Regions from separate parts of the Gossypium hirsutum genome. Here region 2 is linked to region 1. Evidence: chromatin contacts called from public Hi-C data. All regions are on one chromosome and are shown on one strand. Each heading gives the region's core, a stretch centred on a gene start, on an enhancer-like site or on the middle of the called end of the contact. The rest is flanking DNA. Distances are from core to core; before and after follow the strand shown.

Region 1 (3,248 bases), core at 446-2,945:
GATTAGGACCAAGTTCTTTATATACCTGGAAGAGTATATAGGCCACAAAAGGGTTGCTCTAATCAAGCATGTGTTGGCTAGTTAGTATGGGATCAAACATCTCCATCTGGACTGATGCATGGGTTCCGAGTCAAAAGGACTACAAAATTCATAACAATAATAATGGTCAATCACCAATCAAGGTTTCTGAATTTATAGAACCATTTTTGAGGCAATGGAAGGAAGATCTTATTACCAGAATATCTTTTGTTGAAGAAGCCGCGAAAGTGTTGTGTATTCCTCTATCGCGTCATCCGCATGAAGACAGACTGGTTTGGAGAGGTGAACCAAAGGGCGAGTACTTTGTAAGGAGCGAGTACAAGATGCTCGTATAGGAGAATTACAACCACATAGCTAACAACTACTCAAATACATTCAAACAGTACTACAGGAAACTTTGGCAATCAGAGCTACCAGGAAAAATTCAGATTACAAATTGGAGAGCTTTCAACAAATTTCTCCCAACCAACAACAATTTGTATTACAGAAAGGATTAATAATTCAGCGGCTTGTCCTAGATGTACCGATGGTTTCAAGACTTTGGAGCATGCATTTTGTGATTATACCTTTGTCAATGAGATTTGGAAGGAGTTAAATATAAATTGGGATCAAGAGACATCAAATGATGATTACAGGAATTGGATTAGTAAAATCTACCATAAGAGTTCGAGGGCTCAGAGTAGGGTAGTAACATATGCTATTTGGGCTATCTGGATAGACAGAAGTAAAATTGTTCATGATGGAGGTCACCAATCAAGCAGCAGAGAAGCAAATTTCATCAGATTGTACGTAAGGGACATAGAGGTGATTAACGAAAAATTACCTGGTAGGCAAATTGTTTCGGAGAGGCGGAGACCACTAGAACCCCTTGGTTCAAGATTAATTTTGACGTGACTTATCTTTCCAAATCAAACAAATCTTGTTCAGGGTTAGTTGTCCCTAATACAGAAGGCAAGAAAATGGGTTCGAGAACGATTATTAATGATCATGTGCCTACCCCCTTTGCAGCGGAAGCGATGTCATGTCTCCAAGCAGTTTAGATGGGTTTGGATCTAGGTTTTAGTGAGGTCATAGTTGACAGATAATCTAACTGTGATTAAGAAGATACATGTACAAGAGATTGACAGATCAGTGTTAAGTGCCTATATAATCGATGCAAAGAAAACTAGTGAAGATTTTAGTGGATGCATGTTCAGGCATGTAACAAGAAACAAGAATGAACTGGCCCACATTCTTGCTACAAAAGGTTTGTGAAGGGAGGAAACTACTTATCTAGTGGAAAGGGTGCCTCAACATGCAATAGCAGCGAAAGAGAAGGACAATCGGTGAACAGAAGCCCTTGATTTTGTATGTAAAATTAAAAAAAATTAAAAAAGTATGTAAAAAATATTTTAAAATTTTAAAAAATAAATATATTTATTATATCGGGCTGACCCGGCCCGAAAAAGTGGTGTCCGAGGCCCGGCCCGTTTTCTAAACGGGCCTCGTTTTTTTGCTCAAACTCATATTTCGAGCCTATATTTTTACCCAAACCGTCCCATATTTCGGGCGGGCCGGGCTGCCCGGCCCATGAGCACCTCTACCCTTTGTTGTTCAATAAATTAAATCCAGGAATTATTTAAAAATTATGCATATGCATTTTATCTAATACACATAGATATTTATGCAGAATTGAATTGCCAAATCTGAGGCAAAAACACGTTTTGCCACGATCGGACGAGATTATTTTTATTTTCTTTTTTCATCTATTGAAGAAAGCGAAACCCCAAAACAGAAAAAGAAAGAATACAAAAGCAACAATAAGGAGGCAACAATGCATTGCTTCCTAAAATGAAACGAGTCCACTTAGTGTTCGTAAATCATACCAGGTAGATCATAAAGACTATTTTCCATTTTATTTCCAGTTTCGATCTCAATTCCAAACCAAAGCAAAAAGAAGAAAAATGGCCACGAATCCTGCCCTAGAACCCGAGATCGGACCCGATGGACTCGCTAGGGAAGCTCCTGTAATCGCCTACACTGAGAAGGTCACTTCTCTTTCTCCTCTCTTCTTTTTGTGTTTCGTTATTACTCTGCTGAAAATGTCATGGCGAATTCTTATGGTTTTTTTCTTCTGTGGCGGCAGATAATTGAAGAAGAGCGGGTTCAACTCAAGAAGTATGTTCATTTTGTTAATTTTAAATTTCTATTTTTGTATATGTGCTTTTTTTGATAATTTATTTTTCACTTGCCTTAGTTCAATTGTTGTAAACCTGGCTTATATGGACGACTCTGTTCAGTGCTGGGATTTAATCCAGTAATAGTAAGGAGAGTGTTCTTCTAGTCCTGCATTGCAATGCACGTGTTTAGGTAGAAAAACAGATGAGAGTATATATGAGTTTTCTATAAATGGTCAGCCTTTGAAGAATTACCTTAAATCCTTACTATAATTCTAATCTAGAGGGATAAGAAGTGATTTGTGCTGGTGCATTAACTTTCATGTGAGTTTGATACTACTTAAAACTTTAATTTAGTCCTAAATCTTAATTGAATTTACAGCTTCACTAAGTCTTATTATTCAAATCTGAAACAGATTCGAATTGCACTTGCTTAGAAGCTCTGGCATTTCTTTTGTGTCAGGATTATCTTTTACGTATATGTATTGACAAAAAGTTCATTATGACAATTTTTATTTACTCAATTAATCAAGTTTAAGAAATCTCTTTTGTGTATTTTCTTGGGATTTAGTTATTAAAATATAACAATTTATAGTACAAAAAAGAATTCTGTTTGTATCTTGGAACTTTTTTATCTAGTCTGTAGCATTTACTTATACAAATTAAGGTTGAAAGAGGATTGTGCTTTATATGGTTGTCATTTCCCTTCTCTTTAATGTTCTTTCAGTTTGTTTCTCGTGATTTCAATTGCTGGGGATTTTATCTGATCTCTATTGATTCACACTTCCAGATACATAGAAGAAAACTATTCTAAAATACGTGATGTTGAAAGAGAACTAGCAAATCTTACAATGGAGATGAAACTCACTGCTGGGCCCAAAAAAGCAGGTTGATGTGCTGCTGCCTGTATAAATATTTTTTCATTTATATGTATTTTTCTATAATGGGGTGACTCGTACATGGTATGATGTGTGGTACATACTTTCAGCCCTTGAACATATGAGAAAGAAAATCGAAATGTCAACTGAGAGAATATGTATTGCGAAGCAGAAG
Region 2 (3,248 bases), core at 517-3,016, 230 kb after region 1:
TGAATCTTGCTGATTTCCATTTCCTTTTTTACTAATTCCAGTGTATGTTGCAACTGCTTATGCACCTAATGAAAACAGTACAGAACAGTTTAACAAGAAAAAAGATAATTACTCCAATCTCCAAATATATAAAATCAAACAAACAGGTCAATGCCTATTCCAGGATAATTCACATACTAGATGTTTGAGACTTGTGATATCCTAATCAAATATAAAACCAACTAAACCAGAAAAAGATCTCAAAAAAGATCAGTAATCAATAATACATTGTATCCAGTGCACTTACATCCAACTCTTCAATAACTTGCTGGCATTGCAATTTGTTTGCACCAGATATTGCAGCTCCAAAATCTGCTAACCTTGGAAAATTGAAATCAACTATATGCTACAAAACATTAAGAAGGCAAAAAAGAAGAAAGATTTCACAATTAAGTCGCTAAAGTTAATTGAACAAGCCAACAAATAGATTTTGATAGTGATATGATGTACATATAATTCATTAGAAGCAGGAAAAAGTGCTGCTGAAGACTTTGCCCTTGCATTGTCTCCATTCTCTGCCAGAATTACAGTCAAAATACAAGTATTATCATCTAAAGCCTTTTTTAACAATACTAGAAATGAGCTACTGGTCTAACGTACACGCCCACTAACTGGAAAACCTCAGAAGCGGGAGCAGTAGGTTCTGAGATTTCATTGCTGCATGGTAAGCAATGTTAATAACTTCTTTCTCTCAGCTGAACATTAGAAGAGTTACACTCAAAGGAAAATATCCATTCAACATAGAATTTTTAAGCCAAACTAACCTTGCTAAAGTTTGTGAAGTCCCTTGCTAAAGTTTGCTTAATAAAACCTCCATGTTGTTTATAACAATTTTACTTCAAAATAGAAGTGTTCAGTAGGTATAACAGATAAGAAGACATAGTCCAGACTAAGGAGAAATATATCAACACTAAAGATGAAATAAAAGACCTCACTAAAATCCACCTAAATAGGAGAAAGGAAAATGAAAGAAAATCTCCTGGAAAGCACCCAAAATAGCTTACTGAACCCAAGAACCAAAAATAAATTATGAGATCCAAAATCAACAGGGGTGAAAGGATAAATTTAACATTAAACCAAGAACCAAAAAACAGAGATCTCAACAAAACCTATAGGTTAAAAGTGCTTTGGGGAAAAGAAAAAAAGGGTCAAAGCTGTAGGGTTTATACCTTGTAAGCAATCACAATTCTCAGCCTCTTTCCTGACAACATCAAGAACAGAATCAATGAGCTCAGCTCCCTCAGTGTAATAACCCTTGGCCCAGTTGTTGCCAGCACCAGACTGTCCGAAGACAAAGTTATCGGGGCGAAAGGTTTGTCCAAAAGGACCAAATCTGACGGAATCTATAGTGCCCGGCTCCAGATCCATGAGAACAGCGCTCCAGATCCATGAGAACAGCGCGTGGGACATACCTTCCACCACTGGCTTCATTGTAGTAGACATTGATGCGCTCCAACTGAAGGTCGGAGTCACCGTTATATTTTCCAGTGTTGTCAACTCCATGCTCGTCGCATATGACTTCCCAGAAATTAGCCCTGATCTGGTTCCCACATTGACCACCTTGGATGAACGAACCATCCGATCTGCTCAAACCTCAAAGTGAAGAAGAAATTGGGAGAGGCGCACTTTAGGGTTTGGATTTGGTTGAAAAATGAAAGCGGGTTGTTTAGGCGCTTTTTTTTAAGTAAAATGATTCTTTTGTGGCATTTTTAATAAAAACGCCACTAAAAATTAAAATACTGAAAAGAGACAGCCCGTTTTACTAAATTTTAATGCATAATTCTGGCGTTTATGTAAAAACGTCACTAAAAATTAATTTATTGAAGATAAACGGTGGCGTTTTGATAAAAAATTTACCTAAATATCCATATCAATCTATTACTTTTTTTAACTTATTTATTAATTCTATTTAAACTAATATTTAAATATATCAAATGGTTTAGATTAAAATTTTTTTAAATATAAAAGCATTAATTAATTGTATAAAATTTTATCATTTAATAAATCTCAAGTAAACTTTAACCTTAAACCCTAAATTAACCATTCAATACATATAAAGTCTATCTATTATATATCTCTTAAATAATTCAAATTATACTCATAATTTCAATAATTAAATTTATTATTATCTCTTTTACAATTATATAAGAACATATTTAAAATATAAATTAAAAAGCTAATTAATCTAAACCCAAAACCCTAACCCGACCCCTAGGACTTAAACTCTAAATCATTAACTCTTAACCTCAAAATGTCTAACCCCTAAACCCTTAACCCCTAATTAACCTCTAAACCTTAAATCCCAACCCTTAAACCATAATCCCCAATCCATAATCCCTAAATCCAAACTCCATAAACCTTAAAATAGTAACTCCTACACCGACCTTAAATTTTAAATTAATCATATACACTAAACTAAAAACCCTAAACAAATTTATTGTTATCTCTTTTACAATTGTATATATAAGAACATATTTAAAATATAAATTAAAAAAACTAATTAATCTAAACCTAAAATCCTAACCTGACCCTTAAATCCCTAAACCCTAAATCCCTAACCCCTAACCCCTAACCCCTAAACACCTAACCCCTAAACCTTAAATCTCAACCCTTAAACCATAACCCCTGATACATAATCCTTAAATCCATACTCCCTCAACCTTCAAATAGTAACTCCTAAACTGGCCTTAAATCGTAAATTAATCATATACTCTAAACCAAAAACCCTAAATATAGTGATAATTAATTCAATATTTTAAAATTAATACTATTTATTTTACGATTATATAAAAAGTTTAATATATAAATTAAAAAACAATCAGTAATCATATACCCAAAAAACTTTAAAATTATTTTAAATAATAGTATTTTAATTTTTCCATGTGTTCTATTTTCAAATTATTTCTACGTGTTATTATTTTTTTCTGAAGATTTTAAATATTCAATTAGAAATAAATTGAATTTTATTTAATTAATATAAATAAATCAAGTAAGATAAAATATTTTTAGCGGCGCTTTTCTAAAAACACCGCTAAAGCCCCTACCATTAGCGGCGCTTTTTCCAAAAACGCCGCTAAAAACCAGGCATTAGCGGCATTTTTCCAAAAACGCCGCTAAAGACCTGGGCATTAGCGGCGCTTTTCCAAAAACGCCGCTAAAGCCACGAAAGGTCAGAAAACAACGCCGTTGGGCTTATGTTTTTCGCGGCG

What was found. A called contact is a pair of places that touch in the nucleus more often than the background predicts.
Region 2: a contact with region 1 is called in a Hi-C map of leaf, with 2.5 times the contacts expected there. The contact joins the promoter of LOC121220030 here to the promoter of LOC107917993 in region 1. A contact is called at or near these places in 2 of 34 Hi-C or Micro-C datasets (leaf and petal).

Annotation. Positions count from the first base shown.
Region 1 is chrD08:29,062,283-29,065,530 of Gossypium_hirsutum_v2.1, forward strand. LOC107917993 reads left to right here and starts at 1,696. Exons shown (of 7, transcript XM_016847464.2): 1 at 1,696-2,066; 2 at 2,165-2,196; 3 at 2,986-3,083; 4 at 3,184-3,248. The coding sequence starts at 1,983.
Region 2 is chrD08:29,289,628-29,292,875 of Gossypium_hirsutum_v2.1, forward strand. It overlaps LOC121220030 (tubulin beta chain), which reads right to left and starts at 1,767. Exons shown (of 6, transcript XM_041099090.1): 1 at 1,209-1,767; 2 at 287-351; 3 at 1-65. The coding sequence starts at 1,617.